2 separate regions of the Mus musculus genome follow, and region 2 is linked to region 1. The links are chromatin contacts, called in public ChIA-PET maps. All regions are on one chromosome and are shown on one strand. Each heading gives the region's core, a stretch centred on a gene start, on an enhancer-like site or on the middle of the called end of the contact. The rest is flanking DNA. Distances are from core to core; before and after follow the strand shown. Region 1 overlaps Lrrc74b (leucine rich repeat containing 74B). Region 2 overlaps Med15 (mediator complex subunit 15).

Region 1 (7,053 bases), core at 2,752-5,251:
AGGCCAGCCAAAGTGCCCAGTGATAGACGGATGGATGAATCAATATACAGTGTACACTCAACAGTGTCTATTCAGTCATGAAGGAGAGAACACTGTGTCATTTGAAGTGAATGGATGGGGTGGGGGCATTTTGTTAAGTGAAATAAGCCAGACAGAGAATGTGGAGAACAAGTCAAGTTTTCTCTCATATACAAACACTAACAGCCTGGAAAATGTGCTCTTAGCAGTTCTTAGAAACTTGTGCTTGGAAAGGACACAAAGAGGAGAAAAGGAAAATCAATCAATCAGTCAATCAATGGAGACTGGATGGGGTCAGTGCTCTCTGCAGGCATGTATGGAGCTATTGCATCTAAGCCTATTGACAATGTTAGACCTGAAAATATGTCCGTATTACAGCTTACCAGTTCACGAGCTCAATGCCTCAGAGCTCCTGCCTGAGTTGCTACACATCTGGCAGCCCAGGTTTCTGAGCACAACCCTCCACTCATGCCCAGGCCCCCGTCGACAGCTACAGGCTGTGTGTGCTGCCCCATGTGGAGTGCCCTCCCCACAGTGGAGATGAGGGGTTGCGCCTAGGCTTCTTGCGTTCAGAAGATCTCCCATGCATTTTGTGCCAGCCGGCATCACCACAATAGTGTATGCTCTGGAGCCTGCTTCTCCCTCCCCTTCAAAGTTTTGTTTCTAGAGCCAGGCCATTGGGACAGTAGGGTGCTGATCCCTGGGGGTAAAAAAATCAACGGTAGTGATAGATAGATCAGCTGGACATAGTGGTGCATGCCTCTAATCCCAGCACTTGGGAGGCAGAGGCAGGTGAATCTCTCTCTGTGAGTTCGAGGCTAGCCTGGTTTACATAGCAAGTTCCAGGATAGCTAAGACTACACAAAAACTTGTCCCCCCAAAAAACCCCAACCAACCAACAAAACAAAAACAAATAAGTAAACAAACAAACAAACAAAAAGATTAGCATGGCTGAGATAAGACCTTCTGTGCTTCAGAGACAAAAGGGAAATATTCTCTCAGGGTCAGCACCAGAAGCTGATCTCAGTAGGCCAGGCTACACCTCAAGTGGCAGAACTTGGCAGTATCAGAAGCAGGGTCCATGTAGTACTGGTTTTTGAAGGCGTGGTAGATGCTTGATTGAAAATGTCCTACAGCGCAGCTGAGACTTTGCACCTTGTGTTCAGAGTCCCTGTAGTGAGGCTCACAGAGACCACTGATGAAGGTGAGGCCTCAGTTGCAATGGAGACCTCAGGCTATTTGAAATGTCTGGACTGTGGTGTCTACAAGGAGAGATGCGGGTTTTGTGTGGAGTCAGCCTAGGAAGAGCTGTGTTTGCTGCAGATGCCAAAGCTGCAGAGACTGCAGGGCTGCCCAAGCCCACTGGAGTCTAGCAGATTGTGAGTCTCAGATGCTGGGTATGACCACAGGCTGGCCTTTACACCACTGGACATTACTTTTGCTTGGCTGTGATTGTTTTTAATTCCCCAGTTGTTCCCACTTGGAATATGAATGTTTAAGTATGTAGCTTGCTTTTGATTTTTATAGGAATCTAGTTACAGACTCTGAATTTTTAAAGGTTTTTTTTTCATTTTTAAAATTATGTTTGAGTGCAAGTACCTTGGAGCAGCCCTGCGCTTGACTGTGCATGTGATGAGATTCTCTGAAATGCCCACCATAACTGGTACTGCAAGCTGAATAAACCAGTCCTCTAAAGCTGCGTTCGATCAGACTGTTTCACCACAGCAACAGAAATGAAACCAGGAGTAAGATACCAGTCCGAATCCATATGATGCTGGGACATGAACCCACATCCTTCACACATGCTAGACAACACTCAGCCAACTGAGCTGCATCCCAAGCCCCCAAGCAACAACCTTGAAAGAGAAGGACAGAGTGCTGTAGGATTGCAGCTCAAGCCACAGGACACATTGTGAACAGCAGCCAGACCACTGCATGTGGCCCTAAGAGCCCCTGCGCATGTGCATGCGAATGTACACAGGAAGAACCCGTGTTTCTCACCTCATATTCAGTTCTTCTAAAACATTGTTGACCCTGAGGGCATCACCAATCGCACTGGCACCAGAGTCTCCAAAGCCATTATGAGAGATGTCTAGGACTTTCAAGAATATATTTGCCTAGGACACAAAGAGCAAAGACATAAGCTCGCATCTGATGGTGCAGAGAGCAACAGGGCCAGGGCTACAACGTCAGAGCCCAGGAGAGTCTGAGCAGTGACTAAGTACAGAGATCAGAGGTCTTGAGGCAGAGTTAGTAAGAACTCTCAGGCCAAACAACCCAAAGATCAGCAGAGGATGATGGGCTGGCTGTGGATACTTCTCAGAGATGAGGTGCAGTGACCAGATCCTCACCTAAGGGAAAATGCTCAAGGCAGGCATCCTGGGTCACAGAGACAGCACGTGCCCATTGACTTGGTGGTGGGGTGTTATATGAAGCCTGTGATGGGGTCAAGAGTGAGTGTTCTGGCCAGAGGTGGGTGCGGAGCGAGCTGGGACAGAGCAAGAGGGAGAGAGTGCTCGGACTTGCCACCTTGACCAGTAGGTCAGGAACCCCAGCAGTTAGGCTCTGTAAGAGGGGAAAGTAGTGACTGTTATTTCCTAAGGCCCTTGTCAAACCCTGGCAGGGCTTGATCAATACATTTTCAAGGTCTGTAAACTTACAGGGAAGCAATGAGAGGGGTGTGGAAAAGCATCAGCATGTGCAAACAGTGATGCCACCAGATGGCATGGGTGTCCCCTACAGTTGACTGTGATTTCTGGAGGAGGCAGCTGATATTTATCTGTGGACCCCTTAGGAAATGAGATGAGAGTCAGTGCAGTGTATTATCACTAGATGGGGGCAGGAAAACAGGTCATCAAAGATGCACATGTACATCGTGCTGAAAAGGGCTGAAGTTCATTTCTGAAGAGTTACAACACCAAGAACTGGCTCAGGGAAAACTTTCCAAAGGACAGGCAGGGCTGACTGGGCGAGCGTCTCACACCTCCAGGCCTCGGGCAAACGCGGTGGCTCCCAGACCTCGCAGGTGATTCCAACTGAGGTTAAGCTCTGTGAGTCCTGTGTTTTCTGCCACAGCAGGTCCAAGTATCTCTCCTGAGGAGCACCAAGAGAATTTATAGCAACAAACAAACAAACAAACAACCTAGCACCATCACAACAAGTTCAAAAAGTGATGTAATGCTCACCGTGCGCCAGAACTTCAGTAGTGTAGGTGGATCACAATATCCAGTGTGTACCTGGATCACCTCCAAGGAGTGTGTATGTGTGTGTGTGTGTTTAGGGTCATGTCCTACAACACAGACAGGTCTAGAACTCACTCTGCACCCAGACTGGCCTTAAACTCCAGATTGTCTTATTGTTACCTCCATTGTGCTGACAATGCACACAAGAGACACTATGCCCAGCAAAGAATCCAGGTGTGATTGGGAAGGTATAAATTTTTTTTAAGATTAATTGATTGATTGATTGATTGATTTATATGTATGAATACGCTGTTGCTGTCTTTAGACACACCAGAAGAGGGCATCAGATCCCATTACAAATGGTTTGTGAGTCACCATGTGGTTGCTGGGAATTGAACTCAGGACCTCTGGAAGTGAGTGCTCTTAACCACTGAGCCACCTCTCAGCCTGGAAGGTATGGATTTTAAACTAATGAGATTCCAGCTATTCTAATCTACAAACAAAAAAGGGTAGCGATGCAGTGGTCAGGTTGGTGGGATCTGGAAGTGAGGATAGAACAGGTAACCTAGAATCAAGAGATCCACATGTCTGCACACATGGTGAAGAGAGAGGGAAAAGCAGCTCAGCTGATGCTGGAGTTGGAGAGAGGCGGGAGTAAGCAGGCGCAGGAAGAAAGGAACGCCCCAGGGAGCAGTTGGTGCTAAGCCAGGAGCTCAGGTGTTGCTCTCTGTGCAGTTGAGGGCCTGGAGGCTGGCTGAGTACCCCGGCAAGATTCCTATTGGCTGGGGAGTACCAGCAGAGACCGAGCCCTCCAAGTCACGAGTTGCTAAAGGAAGTGGGTGGAGCCATGACAGATCCCTAGCTGTCTCAAGGGCAGAGGTGCACCTTACAGCCAGCCTGCTTTCCATTCCGTTAGCACTGGTGGGCGTGACTTGCTGCCAGTTCTCCACAGCCGCAGCTCCATCTATGTCCCACTCTGGTTCTCCATGCTGGTACCCTGAGGGGCCGTGGGTGTAGGGGAAGAGTGGGGAGGGTGAGAGCCCGCGTCTGGCTGGAGTTCCTGTGCTCTGGGTGGGCAGACACGGGAAGACTGCCGGACACTTTCCACGAGGCCCCGGGTGGGCATCTGGCTGTGTGATGCCACTGACCCCACACGGTGGGGGGTGGACAAGGGGCAGTCCCTGTTACCAGGTTCTCAGTCTCTGGCATCCCATGCTACAGCAGAAGAGCTGAGAACAGAATAGGGGCCTCAGGGAGGCACTAGGCCCTGGAGGGCACTGGGTGGTTCCCACACAGGCGAGAGTCTTTAGTCTGGGCCTTGAAAAACAGAGACAGTCTATGGTTTTAGAGCTTTATTGTAGAAAGGCAGGGGGAAAGAGAGAGACCGGCCATGGCCAAGAGGAGAGAAGGGGGAAGGGAAAGAAAGAAAGAGAGAGTAAGAAAGGTGAAGGCTTAGAGAGAGAGAAGTTAAAAACCTAGAGACAGTAAGGAAAGTAAAAGCTTAAGAGAGCGAGGCGGGGCCAAACAGCCCCTCTTATAGTGGGCTTGTTATCTTGCTGTTGCTAGGTAACTGTGGGGAGGAGTCTAGCCAGAGGGCCAGAAGCCTGGGACATTGTCTACTTGTCTGAACTCCACGAGCCTCTCCTGTGGGGGCTGTGGGGTTGGTAACTTCAACAGGAGCCAGGGGTCCATGAGACATGAGGGAACGCCTTCTGTCCCATGTAGGTGAAAATTACCACCACTGGGCACCACTGGGGTTCAAGACCTCAGCTCAACTGGAAACCAGGCTGTCTGTGCATAGCCCATTTCCCCACAGTATCCTGTTCTCCGCCTGGCCAGCCAGGGCTCAGCCTCATAACCTGGGTTTGCAGACTTTGTCCTAGCTAGGTGGGCTCCCTCAGAAGCCATGTTTACTGTCATTCTATCTTCCCACACTAATCTAGCCTTGTGACCCCTAAGGCCTCCCCTTACGCTGCCTGGCTGATCTCTGTGGCCAGAATGGAGTCCCTTGGGAATAAAGTTTGGCCTCTTCTCATTTTCTTGGCTGCTAGAGAAGAGAAGCTGGTTTGAAGTGCTCAGAGGGGTTGTTGTAGTGGTCCATTCCTGTTATCCGAGCATACAGAAGACTGAAGTCAGTCTGAATGCTATAGTGAATTCCAAGCTATTCTGGGCAGCATAGTGAGACCTGGCTTCAAAAACTAATCCAAATTAAACTAGATCAAACTAAGGCAAATGTGTGTGCATTTGCACGTGTGTAGACAGAGTGTGTCCAGCTACCTGCTTGGCTAGCACCTGCAGCAGCAGACATATTAGCACCTCAGCTGACACCCCTAGGCTCTCAGATACAGGAGCCCCCCACCTTTCCTGGACACTGCTAAAGCTGGGCAAGGACAGCAAGTGTCTTCTAGTCCCTCTTCTATTGAACAGCTGGAGGGTGAGGCTCACTCTTCTACTGGTCTGTAACGGCAACACTATCTCTGTGACCCACCCATTTACCATCCTGTGAGGCCCACACCTGAGTTAGATTCTCCACTGGCACAGACCGTGGGTGATTGAGGCTCAAGCTCCTTCACTGCTCAGCAACAGCCTCAGATCCCCACTTGGAGAAACTAAATAGTCTGCCCTTTCTTCCCTGCATACCGTCATAGGACTTCAGATTCCCGCCCTCTGTTCCCACCACCTCTGTGTCACTTGCCTGCTCTAGTCTGTAACTTATATAATAAGCCACCCCAAAGATCTTCCAGTGCTGTAAAGGCTTGCTCCCTGTGGCTGCAGAGATGACTCTTGCTCCCTGGGATGCCCAGGTGACACAGCACTGGCCTCTTGTAGAGGATCCAGGCTTCATTCCCAGCACCTGCATGCAGGCTAGTGGCTGACTGACAGCTGACTGACTTCAGTTTCAGGAGGCTTTCTTCTGGCCTCCATGTGAACTGACACATGTACACAGATAAAATATGCACATATGCACAGGATAAAATAAAGTCTTTTCTAAAAAACTTGGTTCTCAATATTGGGATGTGGAGATGAAAATATCTAAAGTCTTAGGGCACTAGGGGTTCCCCTCAGGAGATCACGTGACCCCTTTCGACAGCTGAATGACTCTTCTCTAATGTTGGCTCAGCCACAGGCCAAACTATCAAAAGTTGAACTCTCCAAATCTATAAGCCAAAAGTGCATTATTTCCCTTTATAAGATGCTTGCCTGCAGCCGGGCAGTGGTGGTGCACACCTTTAATCCCAGCACTTGGGTTTCTGAGTTCGAGGCCAGCCTGGTCTACAGAGTGAGTTCCAGGACAGCCAGGGCTACACAGAGAAACTCCGTCTCAAAAGAAGAAGAAGAAGAAGAAGAAGGAGGAGGAGGAGGAGGAGGAGAAGGAAGAAGAAGGAGGAGGAGGAGGAGGAGGAAGGAGAAGAGGAAGAGGAGGAGGAAGAAGAAGAAGAAGAAGAAGAAGAAGAAGATGCTTGCCTGCAACATTCATTAAAGTAGCAGCAAGCTGGCTACTCAGTTCTCAAGTCCCAGAGACACAGCCACGGTTTGTCGGAAGTGATGTGAGATGCTCCTTTACTTCCACAGAGCTCTCACAATGACTTTCTTAGAAGACACTCGGCTTTAGCAGGTAAACTCCAGAGCCAAGGTTAGCACCACTCCACCACTCCACTGTCTAAGCAGCTTGGGGCAGACCAGAAATTCCAAAACTCCTGTTAGACAGTTGTTCTGGCATATCCATTGCAATGATCTAAGAATTCCTTTCAGATGCTGGAGAAGCTGGAGAAGTGTCTGAGCAGCTAAGAGCACCAGCTGTTCCTCACGAGGATCTGAGTTCATTTCCCAGCACCCACATTTGATGTCTCGT
Region 2 (7,053 bases), core at 2,801-5,300, 140 kb after region 1:
TATTTATTTCATACATGTAGGTACACTGTAGCCATCTTCAGACACACCAGAAGAGGGCATCAGATCCCCATTACAGATGGTTGTGAGCCATCATGTGGTTGCTGGGAATTGAACTCAGGACCTCAGGAAGAGCAGTCAGTGCTCTTAACCACTAAGCCATCTCTCCAACTCAAAACATTTCTAATGAAACAATTGTTAAATCCAGTGTAAAGAGAAATATTAATGTTTAGAATGTGTGGTCAAAGGAAATTGCAAGGAGTAAACTGGATTTAGGAAGACAGCAGTACCTGCATCAAAAGAGTTAACCAGTTTAATTCTGGCATGTGGTAGATTCCCTGCCTTTCATGTTCTTTCACCATGTAGCTCCTGAGAGCAAACTCAGGTCATCAGGCCTGGCAGCAAATGTCCTTACCCACTAAACCATCTCAATGGCCACAACGAGCTAATTTTTGTACACTGAGTGAATTTAAGGTCTAAATCAGTATCTTATATATATGGCAATCCAGTTGTCACAGCACAATTTGCAAAAGGGTCACTCTTGTACATGGATTCTTTTGGCATTCATGTCAATAAAATAATACTAAATATAAGAACTTATATCTGAATGAGTTTGAGGCCAGTGTGATGGTGAATGACTTTAATCCCAGTGCTTAGGAGGTAGAGGTATGGCCAGCCGGGCCTACATGGTGAGTTCCAGTACAGCCAAACCTATGTAGAGACTTGTCTAAAACAAACCAACCAAACAAAACTAGACAGAAAAAAAAAAAAAAAAAAAAAAAAAAAAAAAGCTCTTACATAGAGTATTTACAGGGTCTCACCTCTGGGCAAGTAAGTGGAATAGCGAAAGATATATTCAAATGGGACAGAAAGAATCTTGTTCTCTAGACAGTGTGTGCTACAGTCCTGCTATGCATTGGTGACGTCTTCTCATCCAATGAGTGCTAACTCTGTCCCCCAGGTCAGAGTCTATGAAGCTTCCATTACTAACACGGCCCATCACTCCAGATCTTGACTGTATTTTCTCCCTTAACCTCCTTTAGAGAGAGAGAGAGAGGAGTGCAACTCACAGGTATTAAGGACATCAGGGATAAGTGGGTTTTTATACTTTGTGCTTTGGTAGATGGAAGATAGTAAGAGACATGGCTGTCAGTTCTGACACCCAAACCCCTCAGTCACTCCCTACTCTCCATTAGTCTGGGTAGGGAATTAGAATCTTTGAGTCCATCTGTAACTACTTATGATAGTTAATATTGTTAAGACCAGGAATCACCAAAGAGACACCTCTGTGCACATGTCTATGAGTGCTTATGTAGATAGTTTAACTGAAGTAGGAAGAACCAGTCTAGCTGTAGGAAGCACTTTTCCTTGGGCTGGTGTCCTGGACTGCATTTAAAAAAAAAAAAAAAAAAAAAGCTAGCCAGTTGAGTGCCAGCATCTGCTGCTTCCTGGCTGTAGCTGCAATGGGCCTCATGCTCCTGCTGCCATTGCATTCTAGTTATGCTGGACTGTATGCCCTTCAACTGTAAAGGGAAATGAACCCTTTCTTCCATAAGTTGCTTCTTTTAAGGTATTTTGTCACAGCATCAAGATAAGTAACTAATCTACCACTTCATAGGGCTGAGTGGGGAATCAGGTGGGCTCAAATATTTTAAGTACTTGTCATATGGACTTATCATGCACATAACTTTAGAGTCTATAAGTGAGTCATGAAATGTGAAGTCAGAAAATGTCAGTATGAGGAGAGCTTTACACACAAGCCCACACAGTGGACGCCTGTGCCCACCACCAACCAAAAGTGTGGTACACACTTCCAGACAAGAACATTCATGGTTCTCCTTGCCATGAGTCTGCACTGGACAGCCAGCGCGCCTAATGAAATCCTGGCTTCCTTCAGGTGGTGGGTGCTTGTGGACCTGCATGCTTGTCAGGATTTCAAGGAAAGCTCATTCCCTTCTTCCACAATTTGAAAGGTTCTCACTACAATATAGGCACCTACCTCCATGGGGAAGAGCAGGTAAAGAGGGCAGTCAGATGTCAGTGCTCAAACACACTGTCCAGAAAAACTACAGAGATTTCCAGGCATGGGCATACGCCTTCAATCCCAGCACATGGGAGACAGAGGCAGGTGATATCTGTAAGTTTCAGGCTAGTCAAAAGCGTCATGGTGAGTCCCTGTCTCAAATAAATAAATAAATGCAAAATAAAACAAAAATACAGACTGGCCAACAGTGCTTTTACAATCTGTTCTCTTCCAGTTAGTCAGGGCCTCCTTGTGTAGTCAGGGAGTTAGAGACAGCTTCAAAAGAAATCATCAAGGTACTACTTATAACAGTCAATAGGCTGTGACTCAAAGACAAGGCAGAGTGAACTGCACAGATGAAAGGCTGACCTCTAGTGCCTCCTTTGGTACCTATTCATCAGCCACTGGAAAGGTCTGAGTTGGCTGGTGTCTGTGGTGGCTATGCGATAGTCATTGTACTCCCTGGTCCAAACAGGCTCCTGATCACACCAAAAGGCAGAGGCAGTTTCTCTCTGAACCTCCTGCACTGGCCTTAAACTTCTGGTATCCAAAGAATGTTCTAGGACTTCTGAAGACTAAAAGCTTCCATCTCTTCCCTCCAGAAACACAAACACAGTGACATAATAAGGTCTAAGTTATGCCACTAGTGACACTGTAAGAGTCATGTAGGTTAGAGGGACATGCAATCATGAGTGAAGCTTCCCACTGACTTAGGAGAACCAAAGGGTTATACCTTTAAGCCATTAAGTTTTAGACTGGTATAAGCAAGCTGAACCAACAAAATTTACATTTTGGAAATAAATGATTCAAGTCAGGTTTTTGTTGTTGTCATCTGGTCCTGTCTATCTGTCCCCACCCCCACCTCGCAGCCCCAGCACATACAGCGTCTCATTATGTATGTAGCTCCAGCTGTCTTAGAACTCACTATGTAGTCCAAATGGGCCCCAAACTCACAGAAACCCAGCTGCCTCTGCCTCCAAGTGCTAAGATTAAAGGTGTGCACCATTACACCCGACTTCAATTACGTCTTTACCAAAATTCCTTTCACTGTAGTGTATGACTTTAATCCCAGCACTCAGGAGACAAGCAAACAAATTTCTGGAAGTTTGAGGTCAGCTTGCTCTAGCAAGTTCCAAGACAATGAGGGGTATATGAGAAACCATATTTCAAAAATAAAAGAAAGGTCATAATAGGGCTGTGGATATACCTCAGTGATAAAGTACTTTGCCCAAGTACCTGGCAAGAGCAGTAACCTCCCTCCCTCCCCCTCCCCCTCCCCCACCACCACCATAGACCTCAACAATAAAATATTCCATCTCTGAGATATTTGCAAATTAAATGATCTAGGTATCCAAATATATAAAAAACTACTAGGGCTGGCAAGATGGCTCAGTGGGTAAGAGCACTGACTGCTCTTCTGAAGATCCTGAGTTCAAATCCCAGCAACCACATGGTGGTTCACAACCACCCATAATGAGATCTGACACCCTCTTCTGGTGTGTCTGGAGCAAGTGGGTCCAACCAGAGCAAGCAGAGGTCCTAAAAATTCAATCCCCAACAACCACATGAAGGCTCACAACCATCTGTTCAGTTACAGTGTACCCATATACATAAAATAAATAACTAAATAAATCTTTAAAAAAAAAACTACTAAAAAGATCAACAAGTCAATTAAAAGAAGACCAAAAGATAAACATGGACATTTTTCCACAGAATGTTTACAGATGGCTCAAAAGCACTACAGAGACGTGTGACATCATCACTACGAAGACAAACAGCAATCAGAAGCACTGGTGACCACTTCTCACACACGGACATAGCAAAGACATTGGTGATTGTTGGGGGCAACAGAGCCTTATGTGGCTGGTAGATGACACACAGCTTAGAGGACAAACCTACTCAATCTTGGGACTGGCCTCTATCTTTAAAAAAAAAAAAAGAAGAGCCTGAGAACTTGACCTGCAGCTGAACCCAAGCTGCACCCAAGTACCAGGAAGAACCCCATGGCTTGTCCTTGCCCCATACCCCAGAGTTACCCCCTAGCTACTTCCTAGCAACAGCCAATCAAGATTACTCTGATTGTCTGAGATGTCCTTTCAGACCTTTTGTGATTGTTTGTGGTTTTGCTTCAGAGCACCCACAGTAGTCATTACAGTAGTCTTACAGCAGTCATTCAACTAGATGCTTGCCGGGCTAAAATCCCCTCTTAGCTCACCATTTCCTATAAAACCTTGTCCCACTGAGGGCTCGGGGCTGCACTCGACCATCCTGCTGTGTCAGGGTTGGTGGTGAGTGAGCCAAGCTTGAATAAAAGAGACCCTAGTTAGACTGCATCAGTATCAGCTCCTTTGTGGTCTTTTGGGGCTTGTGAACTGGCACAACACAGCTACTCGAGAAAACAGTTTAGAAACGTGAGCCCCAAGTATGTACAGAGTTTTTGTTTTCCTAAGAGAAATGAAAGAAGTCTTCAAATCAACAGACAAACAAACAAACAAACAAAAAACTAGTAGACAACCCTATAGGTGGAACAACATTATGAACTAACCAGTACCCCGGAGCTCTTGACTCTAGCTGCATATGTATCAAAAGATGGCCTAATCGGCCATCACTGGAAAGAGAGGCCCATTGGACACGCAAACTTTGTATGCCCCAGTACAGGGGAACGCCAGGGCCAAAAAGGGGGAGTGGGTGGGTAGGGGAGTGGGGGTGGGTGGGTATGGGGGACTTTTGGTATAGCATTGGAAATGTAAATGAGCTAAATACCTAATAAAAAATGGAAAAAAAAAAAACTAGTAGATGAAGCTGGGTGGTGGTAGCACATTCCTTTAATCCCAGCACTCAGGAGGCAGAGGCAGGCAGATCTCCGAATTTGAGGACAGCCTGGTCTACAGAATGAGTTCCAGAACAACCTGGGCTACACAGAGAAATCCTGTCTCAAGACAAAAACAACAACACCCCCTAGTACATGAGTATTTAAAATAAGTCATTTTTCATGATAGCTCTAAAATGAAAACCACTCAAATGAAGTCTGATTCATCAATATACAGAAAATGATACAGCCATCCAAGATGAAATATGACTCAACAAAGAGAGAGATCAGGGATGGTCACAGCGGCACATGCCTTTTTAATATAGAAGTAGGTGATCTCTGTTGAGGCCAGTCTAGTCTAGTCTACACCATGAAATCTTGGCTTGAAAAGAAGAAAAAAGAATCAGGTATGCACTACAACATGGTCAATGTATGAACCCTGATAAGATTGTGCTATGTGAAAAAAGTAAGTTACAAAAAACCCAAGTCATGCTGACTATGCTGATAAAGCAACTTCAGGTGGGAAAGCCCACTGCAATAAAGTAGGTGAGTATCTGCTGGTGGCCAGGAAATGGAGTGTGACTGCTAATGCCTACAAACTTGTGTAAAGTCTCTAACTCTACCCTGCATGATTGAACTATATACCTCCAGTGAGTGAATTTGATATACCTTAATTCAATCTCAACAATGCTTTTCAAAGAAAACAAATGTATGTTACCCATCCACAGAGGAGCCCATAGCTCTGGAAATCTGTCTGTCCATGTACTTGTACACAAAAACACACTGTCTGTCTCTACTCAATATCACTTCATTTTCTGCTATTTTTTGTCACTTTTTCTTTTTCTAAAAGATTTATTTATTGTTATATGTATGAGTACACTGTAGCTGTCTTCAGACACACCAGAAGAGGGCATCAGACCCCATTACAGATGATTATGAGCCACCATGTGGTTGCTAGGAATTGAACTCAGAACCTCTGGAAGAGCAGCCAGTGCTCTTAACTGCTGAGCCATCTCTCTAGGCCGTCACTTTTTCTTTAAAAAATAGATTGTTTATTTTATTTATTTGGAGAAGGTCTCACTTATAGCCCTGGCTAGTCTAGAGTTTAATATGTAGACCAGGCACCAGGCCGGCCTCAAATCCACCTGCGTCTGCCTCCTAAGTGCTAAGATTAAAAAGCATGCATCCAGCTTTAAATCAAAATTGTGTGGGTGTAGAGGTTGGGGCAGGAATGGAGTGAGGTGGGGTCAGTAGGTGATATGCATGTGAGCACAGGTGTCCATGGAATTTTAGGCTGCTGTGAACCATCCTACATGGGTACTGGGAACTGAACTTGAGTTGTCTTCGAGAACAGTATGGTCTTGTAATTGCTGAGTTATCGTTCAGCCTCTTCCTTCACTTCTAATTTCCACTCCTGAGAACTAACACACTGAAAGAAGGTCACATAGAGGCTGGTGCTGTACTAGCCTGGAAAGTCTTCTTCCAATTCTACCCGGCAAGTTCTACCCTCAACTTTTCCAGCATTGGCTGCCTCCCTGAACAGAGAAACCAAAGATGACTCTAGACCCCTGCCTCAGGGATGTGTAGCACAAAGCCAGCATCTCTTTTATAGGATCCAAGGAGCTTCCTGTGGGAATCACAGGGCCAACTACATATATATGACATGGTCAAAAATGAGGCCAGGGTCAGAGGCAGGGCCTGTAGCAGAAGTGCCAATCTAGGAGTCTTGACTTTTCTTCCATGGAACATGGGAGGTTCCAGAGTGTTGTGGCAAAGCCAGCTGTATCTGAGAGCAGCAAGCAAGCACTCCCCTCTCCAGGATACAAGTAGAAGGGGCTCAGTATCAGCAACACACTCCTCCTGGAATTACTCTGCTGGGGACTTTGGCCAGCAGGGTCTTACCCGGGTCTTGGCCTTCAGGAACACATGACTCTCCATATCCTTGCTAGATTTACTGTGGGCCACACCAGCTTTCCTCATGGCATCCTCACTGAAATACAAAAGAAGAGATGTGTCAAAACATTACCAAGTCCACCCTGGTAGACAGGTACTATCCCTGGGGAACTAGTCTGGCTGAAGTCCTGGGGAGGAACCAAGGAGAGGCACTCAGCAGGGCAGTGGCCAGAGTTAAACATTTGAGAAAAAGGGCAGGGCCATAAGAAGGTTGAAAAGAAAAGGCAATTACCTTAAAGAAAAGAGAAGCCCCTGGGCATTAAGGACAGGG

The links. ChIA-PET counts read pairs in DNA pulled down with a chosen protein or histone mark.
Region 2: a contact with region 1 is called in an RNA polymerase II ChIA-PET map of memory CD8 T cells, with 12 read pairs. The contact joins two enhancer-like sites. A contact is called at or near these places in 3 of 39 promoter capture datasets (cranial neural crest, hematopoietic stem and progenitor cells and trophoblast stem cells), 2 of 115 datasets of contacts at active chromatin or transcription factors (embryonic forebrain and memory CD8 T cells) and 2 of 9 other capture datasets (adipose tissue and pancreatic islet).

What each region holds. Positions count from the first base shown.
Region 1 is chr16:17,550,105-17,557,157 of GRCm38.p6, forward strand. It overlaps Lrrc74b (leucine rich repeat containing 74B), which reads right to left. Exons shown (of 9, transcript NM_029053.3): 5 at 3,002-3,111; 6 at 2,020-2,135. Among named protein-coding and RNA genes, the nearest start is that of Lrrc74b, 7.6 kb to the right of the region's middle. Within about 2 kb of position 4,002, at least 259 of the 459 cell types and tissues checked have an H3K27ac peak or open chromatin away from gene starts, as enhancers often do. A contact at or near this core is called in memory CD8 T cells, where this site is marked.
Region 2 is chr16:17,690,876-17,697,928 of GRCm38.p6, forward strand. Med15 (mediator complex subunit 15) reads right to left here. Exons shown (of 18, transcript NM_033609.3): 2 at 6,732-6,819. Among named protein-coding and RNA genes, the nearest start is that of Med15, 29 kb to the right of the region's middle. Within about 2 kb of position 4,051, at least 14 of the 459 cell types and tissues checked have an H3K27ac peak or open chromatin away from gene starts, as enhancers often do. A contact at or near this core is called in memory CD8 T cells, where this site is marked.